Linked DNA regions of Mus musculus: region 2 is linked to region 1. The links are chromatin contacts, called in public Hi-C maps. All regions are on one chromosome and are shown on one strand. The core of a region is the stretch at or near the end of the contact, and the rest is flanking DNA. Distances in the headings are between cores, read along the strand shown.

What was found. A called contact is a pair of places that touch in the nucleus more often than the background predicts.
Region 2: a contact with region 1 is called in a Hi-C map of uterus, with 6 times the contacts expected there. The contact joins the promoter of Eny2 here to the promoter of Lrp12 in region 1. A contact is called at or near these places in 1 of 39 promoter capture datasets (pre-B cells) and 1 of 484 Hi-C or Micro-C datasets (uterus).

What each region holds. Positions count from the first base shown.
Region 1 is chr15:39,941,491-39,948,750 of GRCm38.p6, reverse strand. It overlaps Lrp12 (low density lipoprotein-related protein 12), which reads left to right and starts at 4,757. Exons shown (of 7, transcript NM_172814.4): 1 at 4,757-5,147. The coding sequence starts at 5,069.
Region 2 is chr15:44,425,221-44,432,444 of GRCm38.p6, reverse strand. It overlaps Eny2 (ENY2 transcription and export complex 2 subunit), which reads right to left and starts at 4,334. Exons shown (of 5, transcript NM_175009.3): 1 at 4,203-4,334; 2 at 2,809-2,885; 3 at 1-7. The coding sequence starts at 4,208. Nudcd1 (NudC domain containing 1) reads left to right here and starts at 4,138. Exons shown (of 10, transcript NM_001113554.1): 1 at 4,138-4,783. The coding sequence starts at 4,669.

The DNA of each region.
Region 1 (7,260 bases), core at 3,508-6,007:
TGACTTTTCTTTTTCAAAATAAATCTAAAAAGGCAGGTGTCTGTCTATCTAACTTAAACTGAGCACAAGGTAATGTTAATTGTTTTGCTGGGAAAAAAAGATTAAAAATAATGGCATAGATTTTATTTTAAATTGTAAATAAGAGAATATGGACTGCCTAGATTAAATCATTTACATTTTAAATAACAGCAGCTGCCTAACTGCTTTACATACAACATAGTGGACCGATGACGTGCAGGCACTAGTGACTGTGTTTAAATGTCCATCATTTACCATCTGTGTGGTCTCAACAAACTACAGAACCTCTGCCTGTCTGTTCATTTGAACACTGAGGATAATAACAGCATTGAAGTCAGAGGATCGTTTAAAGATTAAATGAAAACCATGCCATCGGCTGGCACACGCGCACGCACACACACACATACTCACACTAGAAATACTATTATTTCACTGATGACATGTAATCAAAGAGGCCACACTTCACTCCCATTTTAATGGAGAGAATATAAGATATAAGAATTTAGGGTTTAATCAAAGCTAACCACCTAGATCAAAATCAACCTTTCAAAACTCTTCAGATCTCCACTTTTATCTGCTACAGTATGCTGCATTGGTACAAATTCTATTTGCTTTGAGCAGGATTCAAATAAATACGTTGTATGTGCCTGCAATTAGCAATAGATCCCTATAAAGAATCATTCATTTGACATCATAGTTTCCAGATTCACTGCTAACGGGCTGAGAGGGACTTGGAATGAGCTCCTATCTAACAGGAATTCCATTTATATCCTTAATTAATCATGAGAAATATTTAAATGTGAAGACAAAGATATGCATTTAGAAACTTGCAGATCAACAACAAAATCCTAAGAGTATTTATTTCTAACAAACAAAATGTGTAGCTGCTTATTTTCCTTCATTTTTCTTGATGGAGGCAATGATTTAAAATGTCTACAAAAAATGTTATTACTACTTACAAGTTCATGCAGCAGATACAATGGTACAAGGACAAACATACGAGGATTTGCTATGTGGTGTGGAACCAGTATTATGCTTCTACTGTAGTTACAGTGCTAGGATGTTAGAGCACAGAACAGAATAAATAACCACAACAAATGTGCTGAGGAACGAGTATTCAAGTTGCCAGGATTGCAACCTTGTATTACTCCATTCCAATAAAACAATTTTCTTAGGAAGAGTTCTCATTTGTTTAATTACCATCTTTAATATTTTCCTGTTATTTATTTGTATTATTTGTTTGTTTTTCTTTTGAAAAAATAATAATTCAGTGGTGGGGAGATGGTTTGTCTTTTGTTTGGAAGTGTGCCAAGAAGAAAACCCACACATCATCAATTTTTGTTCAAATAGAAGATGATGCTCAAAGTGCGACATTTAAATTCCCAGACTAACCTCAGTGTTGAGACCCTCAAATGCTACCAAAGAGAGCACGATTTATAATCCTTGAGACAGAATTTTTTATTCATGACATAAGTAAAGATTAAACCATATGTGATAGTAAACAAGGAGAAAGAGATATTTGGGATTACTTTTAAAAAGTAGTTTGAGTATTTAAGGGCATATTGCCATAAAGTGAATAGTGTAGCCCTTTTCAGAATACGCTAACGAAAAGGAAGTCCACACACCTCTCCACTCCTCATTGTATATTCTCGAGAAGCATGAGACTCACTTGGAAAGGCATTAAGCAGCAACTCAGAGTGCCTTTAATGAAATTTTCTTAAACTTTAATGGTTGACAGAGTTCTTTCAGAGTCTGTGGAAATAATCTCCCTATGAGAAGTACATGAACACAAAACTTCAAACTGTCTCAGCAGGCATAAAAGATCACTTAAAGACCTTTTATGGATATAAGGACCCAGAAGAAGAAGCAGCTGCTTCTTAAAGGCATGATTTATGCTTTATAGGCTACAAATCTGAACTGTCCAAGCATAATAAATACTCCACTCAATGGAATGGTTACCAATACAAACCTCTTTATAGCCAGAGTTTTAATGGATTTCAAAGGGCTTCTTCATACGATCCAGTTGATGTACAGCCTAGAGAGCCAGGAAGGTAGGGTGGACAACAGGAGTGATTATCCTGCCCAGTGCCTGATAACATGCCTACTCTATAACATGTTTTGTAACATTTGATAGTCTATTAGAATTATTTTAAGGAAAAATGTTCCCTTGTAAGACATATCCTTAGAACTACTTACAGGGCCACTTTCTTTGAGCCGTCTAAGATAGACAGCTAAAAATGATGGGTTTGGTTTTTGGGGGGTTTTTTGTTTGTTTGGTTGGTTGGTTTGTTTTGTTTTGTTTTTTCGAGACAGGGTTTCTCTGTGTTGCCCTGGCTGTCCTGGAACTCACTTTGTACACCAGGCTGGCCTTGAACTCAGAAATCTGCCTGCCTCTGCCTCCCGAGTGCTGGGATTAAAGGCGTGCGCCCCCATGCCCCAGCTAGAATGATGGTTTTTAAAGTTTCAGAAGTTGTGTTCTTTCATCCAAAATGCTTGAAACTTCAAAATCTTATGTGTGGGGCAGTTGTGGTTATATATATATATATTTTTTTTTTTGTTGCTTGTTTCATTGCTCAGTGCTTTGGAGCAGTTTATGGATTGGCGTTGCATAGCCTGTATTGGTAGAGGTGTTCTTGAGACTATTTCAAGGAAGTTTGTTTTGTTTTGTTTTTTGTTTTGTTTTTTGTTTGTTTTGTTTTTGTTTTGTTTTTTGCAATTTGCAGATCTCTATGATTCTAAATTTCTTTCTTTTTTTCGGGGGTGGGGGTGGGGTTCGAGGCAGAGTTTCTCTGTATAGCCCTGGCTGTCCTGGAACTCACTCTGTAGATCAGGCTGGCCTCAAACTCAGAAGTCTGCTTGCCTCTGCCTACCAAGTGTTGGGATTAAAGGTGTGCGCCACCACTGCCTGTTTTTTGTTTGTTTGTTTTTTGGTCTAAATTTCTTAATATACTTCAACCAAAACAACATACTGTAACAGATTGGCTTCGGAAACAGATATGGGAATCCAGATGTTTTCAGCCAGACAGACACAAGGAAGGTCTGCAAAGAGAGAAACTACACCACTTTCCTATTTGCTTTAGAGATGGTAACATGGATTCTTATGTTTTATTTGAAAAGAACTAAAAATAGTTAAAGCTTCCATTTTAATTTCTAAGTAGAAGTTCTCCAGAGTCCTCATTAAAATTTAAGAAGGCTAAAGGGGCTTAGAAAACAAAAGATTGATTATTTGACAGTCGAAGAGGCCACTCAGTAGATGAACAAGTGTTTGTGGAGGAGTGCAGGCGAAAGGGTCCTGGGGGTGGGGGGCACCATGTGTCTCCTCTTGGGACAGAGTTCCTTGAATGGTACTGAAAGTGATGGGGTGGGAGACGAATGCAGTACAGTCTACTTTTTCATTGTGTTTGTGGCCTGACACAAATTCAATGAACAGAAAAAGCTCTGGGAAAAAACAAAAAACAAAACAAACAAACAAACAAAAACAGCGATCAGAGTGTAGTGTCATAAAACAAGGAATCATATCTGCTGATTGCAGAATCAGGAACAACAAAATTGCTGTGTTCTCAAAAAAGAATAGAAAAAAAAAATCCCGGTTCAGGACTTTTGTTTATTGCCATCTTGTAAAAGATTTCTTAAGCATTAACTTTTCTCTTCTGACATATAATTTCAGGGGGTCACTAAAGGGTCAAATAAGCAAGAGATACAGGAAAACTCTAATGTACCTCCCCAGGCATATACTAAAATTTAATGTAACTGATGGGTACTAAGCATTTTGCTTGAGTTTCCTGCTAGTGTGAAAGTGCTTGACTTTGGGATGGGGGAAACAAAGTCCGTAGATTTACTTGATAACTCCTTTGGGATAATTTAACCTCTTTGAGTCTCATTAGCTTATCTAAAACGTGGATAATATTCATCTCACAAGATTGTCGGGAAACAAAGATAGCCTGTGTCAACAGTACAGCATAGGGCACTGCTGATCTTCAGCGAATAGTGGACAGTGCCTGTAAATGGCAAGGACAGCAGGCAAAACAGTGCAGACGACACTTTAAAAAGGTGGAAGTGCCAGTGTGTCACTACAGACAGAAGCTCTATGGGTACTTAAGGGAAAGAAGTGTCATACTTGTTAGGAGCTGAGAAGAGGCTTAGGGCGGGGGGGGGCGGGGGGGGGTCAGGGATATCCCTCTTTCCACGTCCCAGGTCCACTCCACCCCACCCGAGTGTCAAAAGGGTCTCCTGCGTCTTCCCTGCCAGATTAGAAGCACAGACCCTGTAGCCCGGCCGGATGTATCCCCAGATCCTTTGGCTGAGATTCTACATCAGGTTATCCACAGGGACCTACGACCCATTCACTCTTTCAGAGCCAAATTCAAGCGGAGCCGGCAAGGTCGGGGGTCTTAGCAACGGACTTCTAAGTTCCCACCCCTCTTCCCTCCACGCGTAGCTCATCAGCCTAGAGGATCTCCGGGGAGGGCACAACACCAAGGCCGGGGACTGCGGCGGAGCTCGGTCAGAGCACATCCCCGCCGTCCCGCTCCCCCCTCCTTACTCCCCACTCCAGCCCTCGAGCCCCTGGAACCCAGCGGCCGGCGTTCGCGTGCTCGCACATCGATTGGCACTGCCTCGCTACTCCGGCTCCAGGCGCGGCGAAATCCGCCCGAGCTCGGCCGAGTCCAGGGAAGCGCGGGGCGGGAACCAAGACAGGCGGGCCAGGGGATTGCCGAGTGCACGGATGAGCGCCGGTGCCGGCTCGCGCTCAGTCTGGCGGGTGGCGGCGCCGGCTGGTTGTGCGGCGCGAGGCCGGAGCCCCGCAGTTGCCGGCCCTGTCGCCTGCGGCTGGCGCGCGCGCTGCGCGTCCCTGCCCCCGGGAAGGCCGGCCCGCTAGGGGCTCGCGCGACCGACGCAGGGCCGGCGGGAGGGAGCGCGCGCGGGCGGCCCCGCCCCTCCCCCTCCGCCGCCGCGGAGCGCGCAGGGAGCAGCCAGGGGCTCGGCGGCGGCGGCGTCTGGCCCCAGCTCCTCCTCCTCCATCTCCTCGCTCCCTCCATCTGCCGTGGGTATGGCCCGTCGCTGGAGCACAAAAGAGTCTCAGCGGCGGGGGTCGGCGTGGCTCTTGCTTTTCCTCGCTGGGGTGTACGGTAAGTGTCCACCTCCCTGCGCCCCTCTGACCGAACAAAGCTGGGGCGACCCCGGGGGCCCCCCGGGCCTCCAGGACGGGCTGTGCTTGGGCGACCCGGGGAGACCTGGGTTGCCGACGGGACAAAGACCCACGCGGGATGGTGCGGGGAGGGTTGTCTGCCCGCGGGGATGCTGGGGTCCTCTGGCCGCCGCCGATCCTTCGGAGCGATGGAGGCGGGCCGGTCCGAGCCAGGGGTCCCTGCGGAGCGACGGCGTGCGGGAAAACTCCCCAGCCCGGCGCGAGGCCCCCGGCGGCTCGCTCCTCTAGCGCTCGCTGCCGGCTGTACAGTCCTCGCGCACAAAGATGTGACCGTGAGACTACGAAGGGGAGGTCGCCTCCGGGACGGTCCTGTCCCAGATCCTTCCCGAGGCAGGAAGTTCTCTTCTCAGTGAAATTGCTGTCGTGCCCATCTCTCTTAGTCCCCATTCCCTCCAAAAGCACCCCGATTGCTTCCTTCCCACCCCTCCACCTCTGCGCCTGGGGCTCTGTGGGTCTCGGGCGTGTAGGATCTCGTTCCCCAGTAGCTGCACTGGAGAGAAGGCCAGAAAATAGTTTCCAGCCCCACCTCAGTCTTTCTCTATTGGGACGTACAAGTCTGCCTTGACTCCCAGTTCACTTATCATTTCATCTGTGCCCTCTGATGCTGTTGTGACTCTTGCCTCATTCCGGTCTGCGATCTGGTTAGGGACACTACTTTACGGATTGCAGTCTGATTGTGTGTCACGACCGTGCTTTGTATGAACTAGAACTAAAGGAAATTAAGAGGACTGCTCACCACTGAGACCTCAGCTTGGGCTCTGACTTCACCATTCTTAGTTCTCATGAGTTAACTCCTTGAATGGATATTGCAGAGAACACAATTAACATTTCCATTTTGGAGTAATGGTTTGATTTCTCCAGAAAAACAAACAGAAGCTACGGGGGGGGGGGCGGGTATTTTTACTTATAAAAAGTCCACTTCATTTGCCACAAATACTAATTCAGTAGTATAGTGGCGGTGGTTTCTGTAGCATATAATTCCCCAGCATATGGTAGCACCTCTTTTGAAAGTATTTGTCTTTAATCCCAGCACTTGGGAGGCAGAGGCAGAGGCAGGCGGATTTCTGAGTTCGAGGCCAGCCTGGTCTACAGAGTGAGTTCTGGGACAGCCAGCCAGGGCTATACAGAGAAACCCTATCTCGAAAGTATTTATCTGTGGAATTAAATATGATGGTAACTTTCAAACCTTGAGAATTCTCATTATATGAAAAATATAATGAATGTAAATTGGCATTTCATGATGGCTAAGAAATAGTAATATTTTCAGTGTAGTTCACACGTGGTGTGTTATTTTGTTCTGATCAGGTGATGGGCTTATCCACATTTGATGTAGTAACTGTCAGTGATGTGTTTGTGTGGGACCTGACTGTTCACCGTTAGTGCCATCCCTGCTTGGCTGATGACCTGTGGGTTTGGGTCTACACCAGAGATCAATAAGCTATTATGTTGTTTGTTTTCTAGCCTGGAGGTGAGTAAGTCCTGCTCTAGGTTTGGTATAATGGCCCAGGAGAAAGGAGAGTGAGAGGACTCTTTAATCTAGGGTGATTAGGAATGTCCAGTTGTGTATGCTCTGCACTGTTATCAGAATTGAGTTTATGTGATGTCTGATCAGACTAAATAAATAAGTTGAGTCTTCAGGAAAACTCATGCCATTGGTGTTTGAAATAAAGATCCTTTGCCTTCAGAGATAAAGAGGCTGTAAAGCAGTATTGGTCCTGATGTATTCATTTATAATACACAGTGGACTTCTGGTAGGTACTTTACAAAGGTGTTTGTGTTCAGTGAGGAATTGAAGTCAAAGGCCAAAACTCCTTTTTCCACCATTGTGGGATCACGGTTATAAAGCTGTCAGGTGATAATTCCAAAGGTTGATGTCTCCAACCACTTGAGTTTCAAATGATAAGGAAATAAGAGGCAGTGAGATGGGCAAAATATTGAACTGTACTGACAGAGCTAAAAGAAACTCTTCGTCCTGAAGCCAGGGACATTCTCTGTACAGCTGTGCACGAGTGTGCACGAGTGTGTGTTGGGTG
Region 2 (7,224 bases), core at 3,085-5,584, 4.5 Mb before region 1:
TTTGAGGCTGTTTAAAAGGAAATGTTTTCAAATTAATAGAAGTAAAATACTTTAGATAGGAAATGTCTGAAGTAATGCACTATTACAAACTGTTCAACTAAAACCTCCCCGCTTTCCATCCCCACACTTTAATTATGGTCTAATCTTGAGTCATTAGTTTTTTGATGTTACCAAAGTCAAATTTTGTCCTCACTTATCTTCAGGTTCCAATTCATTCACTAACTACAGTCTTTAGCTGCCCCACCTCCATACTGCAGCAATGACAAAGCTACTGTAATTTAATTAGCAGGATTTCCTTTTTTTTTTCATGCTGAAAATGCTGTACCGATTTGTGACACCAAGAAAATATTCTGCTACCCCTTTGCCATACCTATTTGTGTAAACTAAAACTCCTTAACAGAAATTACTTCCCAATTGAACTGTGTCACACTCAAGAGAACAGACTTGCTTTCCTTGCTTCTCTACTCTTTCACCATCTTTCAGAGATGCGTTATGTGGTATGGTTACTGTGATACCTGTTAGCCTTCCAATTTCAAAAGCCATAACCCAACTTTATGCTCTTTCCCACTCTCTCTTCCTCAAAATGACAATCTCATTCCTCTGGTTTGTTGGGTTAGAACTTGGGAATATGCTTCATCTAGCTACATTTCCATTGCATGAGTAAATCTTCCACTTCCAGTTTTAAAATGCTTGCCTACAATTCAAATGTTTCTCTGCCAAGAGTACCCTAGTTCCAGCCACCTTCTTACCTTGTCTGAACTTAGATCTAACTTACATCCACTCCCTGCCTCTTCCCTCAAGCATAACATTCTCTTCAAAATCTTCCAGTGCCTTCCCAACGTCCCCAGGATAAGTTCTAAGACAAATAACCTCTGTCTTCCCCTCAGCTATGCTGACTCCGTTTCCTCTCCCTTTACCTACTTTCTTAGACAGCACACTCAGGCAAGGTTATGTTAACACTGTGGCCACTGGAGTCCCCATTCTGTCATAGTCCTCTGATGTGCTATCAGATACTGTACCTTTTCTGTCTAAAACATCACCCTCCCTGCAGACCTCATGCTTGATTTTTACCCTGGCACTCTGAATCACCATGTGACATATTACACAATTATAACGTGTTTCCGGCCATTAAAATGTTAGTCCCATGAAATTAGACTTTACTATGTGTATCCTGGGCTCTTAACAGAGAATGGCACCTGACAGGCACTATACGAATAAGAGAGAAAACCACAATTCTCTAAGCATATACTGTCAACACCCCAGCACAGCATCTGCTATCTCTTTCTTCACATGGAGGTCTGTTTCTCCTTTGTTCTCCCTTCCATTTTGCTACTTTCTACCTTCACCACATCATCTAATTAATTTTTCTACCATCTATCTTGGTCCCTTCAAATCTACATTCCCATTGATAGAACAGTATCTACAATGAAAATATAATCTAGTCACTCCCTTTCCAAAAATCCTTACTAATTCCCATTATCCAAAGGTAAAGACAGAAACGTATGCTTTTGCAAGTAACTCACTCAGTTTCTGCTCTGTAAGAGAAAAACAAGCAAACACTACTGTGTCATTCTCCCTGTATAAATCTGGACAAGGTTCTTGTAATGTGAAATATGACCTGGGCACGGCTGCGCATAACTTGCCTATTACCTAAGCAAGATGGTAATCAAGTGAGGCTCTTTGCTGAGATAGGTACTCTGAGCTGGTGGAATGTAAATTTGGAACTGCTAATCTCTGCCACCTGTGGGTAGGGCCTGTTTGAGAATAAAGACAACAAAGACGAAAGCAGAGCTGAGAGAGGAAAAGATACATCTTGCAACAATATCTAAGTGCCTGGACTAAATGATGCATAAAAGCACCTTCAAATTTTCAATATTTTAATTAGATGGGCTTAAATAGTTCCATTGGTCAAAACAGTTCTGAAATTCAGTATGTTTTCAATGGCCAGAATTCTTACACAACAATTCATACTCCTGCATACTGTTCCAGCCACAAGCTTTCCCACTTTGCCTATATTGTGAGTTCCTGAGCACTTATCAGGTACCAAAGCTCTGGCAGCAGATTCTGCTGCTAGACTATCCTTTCCCTCTTTGACCTTGGGGACTGCAGATTCTTCTTCCACACTAGGTGAAATTCTTTTATTACTGAAATTTACTCAAACACCTCCAGGTAAAATGGAAGCAACTCCACAGTTCCTGACATTCCTTTGTACACTTGATTACCCTGCTCTGAGAGCCATTCTGTTTGTTTCTCAGCCCTTTCTTTAAACGTTTGCTCCTTAAATTAGGTTTTGAGCATAGCATTATACAATGGGAATACAAAGGTATCTCTGTCATGGAGGGTGGATCACACTGAAGACCATAAGCTAATGGAGTAGGGAGTGGATACAAGAGCTGGAATTTGAAGATACATAGCTGAGTATTTAAATAAGAGGAACAAGAAAGTCCTTCAGAAAATAGTAACAGCACATGCTGCCCCAGAGTTAAGGGCCTGAGGTAATTAAACACAGTTCTATAATAAAACCTGGGTAATATTCTCCAGCTGTAGATATTTGTGTCTTTGCGGTCTCTTTTCCACTTTGTTAAAAATGCCTTAGCAGTGTCACTGATTGCTTATCTTTGTATATGACACTTCCGAATCTGGTAATGCTGATTCAAACTATTACAGATGTTAAGAATAGAAACTCTGATAAGCTTTACTTTTCTGTAATTCTTTCCAGGTATGTTTTGGCCCTTGACACTTGAAATTCCTCCAATATAATTATTAAAGATGGTAAAACCTACTTTATTGATACAATTTATTACTCACCGTTCTCTTTCTCCAGTTTCTATTAACTTTTGGTTAATCGCTGCTCTCATCTGCGCATCTTTGTTCATCTTGCTAACCTGGACATCAACATGCATTTTGAGATACATAATATTTAGAAAAGTGTTTCCTTCTAAGACCTCTCTAGACAATCATCCTAATACATTGAACATTATAATAAGGAAAGGATGATAATTTTAAGTACCTTACATGGTATTATTATTCTTAGTACTATTTCCTGTATCCCAATTCCCTTCCCTCATAAGCTCTTTATTGTTTATTTTCTTTGTCTTTTTAAAAAGGGAATAACTACTATTATAATACCATTAAGCACTTATGTACCTAAAACTGAGAATATTTAACCCCCAAATTTGCTCTAATGACACAATTCCATTTTACAGATGAGAACACTGAGGCACAGAGACAGAATGTGAAGTCAGGTACTTGGAGTCCCACCTTATTTAATTGTACACTAATATCTGACTGGCGTTCATTTCTGCATCTTAACTGCATTCAATTTCTGGGTAAGCCATAGCATGCACACTAATAAAAGATACGACTATGAAAAATGAAATAAGACTATGTGCTTGCTTTACCCAATAAACTTCACGGAGAATTACAACTGCTACCCTAGCTTTGGATTTCATATCCTTATTTCTGAAGGGTAAGTAAGAAAACGAATTTCAAACTAGTCTTTGAGAAATTCTTCATTTTCAATAAAAAACAGACAACCAATGCCAAAATAGGTGTAGGGGAAAAAAAAAAAAAGCAAGGTTAACTTTTGAGCGCATTTTTGCCATTTAAAAGTCAGGTTTAAGTTAATGTTTTCCTACTTAGTGTGAATCTTCTTTTGTAATTCTCCGTCTTGTCTGTATGGAAATTCAGACTACAAAGAATTTTCAGAGTTGGGCTGCGCAAGAAGCAGGTGAACAGAGGGTTAATAACTAGGCAACGCTTTACTTCTGTAGTTGGGGCTTAACATTTCCAAATTAACTGCAAAAGTTTAGACAGTGTCATAGCAAGAACAGCAAAACTTCGTCTCGTCTTGGCCCCTAAAATCACGGATAGTGACCTTGGGCAAGTCACTTAATGCCTAAAGGCCTCAGTTTTCTCACTGGTAAAACCAGGGCGCTAGGGACTCCCTCCCGGTTCTGACATTCTTTAGGAAAATGCAACACGGCGCAGACAGCTGGAGAGGCGGGAGGGGAGGAGCCAGAAAACAAAGCGGGGACTGGCTCCCGGCCAACTCCAGCAGCACGCCCTGTCGGAGAGCCCTACAGGCCCGCGAGCGAGCGAGCGAGCGAGCGCGGGTCGGGGAAGCTAACGAAAGACAGCACATCGAAAGGAGCCTGGGCTGGGCCCGGGTCCCGGCCCTGAGGACCACGGGCATAGCTCACCACCATCACCGCGGGCGAGGGCCGTCCCTTCCCAGCGACGAAATGACCCTTGCGCTGACGACCGTTACCTACCACACTCTTCGGCTGCCCGGACTTAGACCCTCAGTAGCTCGGGCACCTAAGCACACAGAAAGCTAGACCACGCATTTCCGGGGCGGGATCTGGCCACCCTGCCTATAATGTGAGAATTCAACTAGCGCGGGCCGCCTTCTGGTCGCTCGGCCCTCTGGGTAAGGAAGTCCAGAGTCTGTTAGCTGACGTGGGTTCAGGGATCAAAAAACTACATTTCCCAGCATTGCAACAGAACCAAATTTCTCATGGACACTACACTTCCCAGAAGAGACGTGGCGCCGCAGAGTCGTCTGGGATGGGAACCACGCCGTTTCCCAGCCTCAGTTCCAGGAGTGAAGCGCGGACCTTTCAACAAGAGCTTTATTGATTCTCTTGCTGGGATCGGGGGAACGCGATGGAGGCGGCCAATTGCTCTCTGCGGGTGAAAAGACCTCTGCTGGATCCCCGCTTCGAGGGCTACAAGCTGTCTCTCGAACCGCTGCCCTGCTACCAGCTGGAGCTTGATGCAGGTGGGATCGGCGGCACCCTCTCGCACCCGGTTCCTTCTTGTTGAGGCTGCCATTGGCGCAACCCTCTGTCACTCCGGCTAGCCAGCCACCTCCTGCCGGTCTGCACCTAGAGCGGCCGTCCACGCGGGGACCCGAGGATGCCCCCTTTCCTTCCGCGCCTTAGCCGCGGCACTGTGGGCTGGCCTAGGCGTCCGCAGCTCAGGCTCGGATGTTCTCCGCCCATACATCTCTGGCTCCTGCTCTGAAGGTTCAAGTTGTCCTTCCTTCCCAAACCTTACCTTTAGTAAACGTGTTCGCTGAGAAGCCACACCTCCTTGGAAAGTCCCCAACTCCCTTTTTCCTTCTGACGCAGAATCATTTCTTGGGAGAGAAAAATTTCCACATTCAGTTAGCAGTTTCAAATACTCGGGTCCTGGATCATGCTACAATTTATTGAGGGCAAGTGATTTAGTGCGCTTACTGTTGCTTGCTGCTACTACTTATTTATCTGTAACTTCCTAGAGGCTATTCTCCTTTTTACAACCATAGGAATTGTAGTTTTGTTAGGGAAAGTGTCCAGGGATTTGTGTTTTTAAATACATGTCTCTGCAGATTCTTATTTTGATACAAGTTTTCCATAGGTTGTACTTTGAGAAATAGTGATCTAGAGGTGTTAGTCGACGTTTGAGTATCAAGCGTTACTTATGTATGTATCTATGTATCTTTTCTCTAGATTGTATCTAGATTGTAGGGAGTCTATTCTTGACTGTCCTGGCACTTGCTTTGTAGCCCAGGCTGGCCCAGAACTCACAGATAACCAGCTGCCTCTGTGCTGGGATTAAAGACATAAACAAGTAGACCAACAAATGCTTGGGTTTTTTGTTTGTTTGTTTGTTTGTTTGTTTTTAAAGTTTCTTAAGTGTAAAAGTAATTGTTGTGGGCCTGTTTTGTGATTCATCGAGATGATTACGTGATTGGTATAATCATGAGTACCTAATAAATCATAATCCATTCACTAATAAACATCTAATTACAGTATGGGCAAGTAGTGAGAGGAACGTGAGCAAATGTAATGGTCTAACTGAGTATGTTTTCTCAACTTGTTTGGAGACCTGGGAAAACTTCCGGTAGGAGTTGATGAGGGACTTGAGTTGTGAAGGAAAACAGGTAGCTGTTGGCTGGTATAAGAGGAGAGGTGCTTCCTTCTTTTTGTTCTTTCTCTTGGACGTTTTTTGTTGCTTTTCTTTCTGTGTCAATAAATGATCCGGCCATGTTTAGTTAGCCAATTGATTGGAAACAAAATTCGAAGGAACAAAACCTAATGGCTCAAGCCAGCAGGTTCTCCTCACTGCTCATTCAGTTACGAGTTGGCAGAGGCAGTTCTAGTCAGCTTGATTTGTCTAGATCACTTGCCAGATGATCTTGACTTGAGTCTTCCATATGGCTGGTCACCTTTCAACAGGCTAGCACAGGCTGTTTGCGGAAGTTAAGTCACGGTGTACATGCTGTTCCAGTGGCTGTCGACACATTTCCACTTGTTCCATTGGGCAAAGCAAATTAAATAATCAAGTGAAGAATTGCTGTTGGAAGACCCTAGCAGAGGGTGGAGATCTAGAGCGCTAAAAGTTGGGACAGTGAAAGTCTAGGAAATTATATTACTCTCTGTTAATGTGAAATCAAGGTACTAAACAGGTATAATGCCCAAGTTTCCTTGTGCCCTTGTGTAACTCTCTCTGCTGGCACCCACAGTCAGGAAATGAGAATGCTTACTCTCAACCTGATTTCTCTTTATTCAGTAGTGCTGCCCCCATTAAGATCTAGGTAATCTCTCATAGGTTTGCCCAGAGGCTTATCTATAAGATGATTTGGGATGGAGCTGGTTAGATGGCTCAGCAGGTAAGAGCACCCGACTGCTCTTACCTTGCTCTTACCTGCTCTTGAGTTCAAATCCCAGCAACCACATGGTGGCTTACAACTATCCCTAATGAGATCTGACTCCCTCTTCTGGAGTGTCGGAAGACAGCTACAGTGACTTACATATAATAAATAAATAAATCTTAAAAAAAAAAAGATGATTTGGGATCCTATGAAGTTGACAACCAAGATTAGAGCTGTCCATTTTTCTGCAAATCTCATTTTCTTTACAGCTGAATATAATGCATTTCATATACGTGCATCTGTGTAGCTTTCCTTTATTCAGTCATCTATTGATAAACATCTAGATTGATTCTGTTTCCTAGCTTTTGGGAAGAGAGCAGTAATGAATGTGAGTGTGCAGGGATCTCAGTGGTAGGATAGAGAATTCTTTGAGTATATGCCCAAAAGTATAGCTGTAGGGTCATAAGCTTTGGAGAAACCTCCATATAGATCTCCATAATGGCTATAAGTAGTTTAAATTTCCACTAGCCATAAAACGGGATCATCGGTGTGCGCTATCCTCTCATTTCTTATGGATGACACTG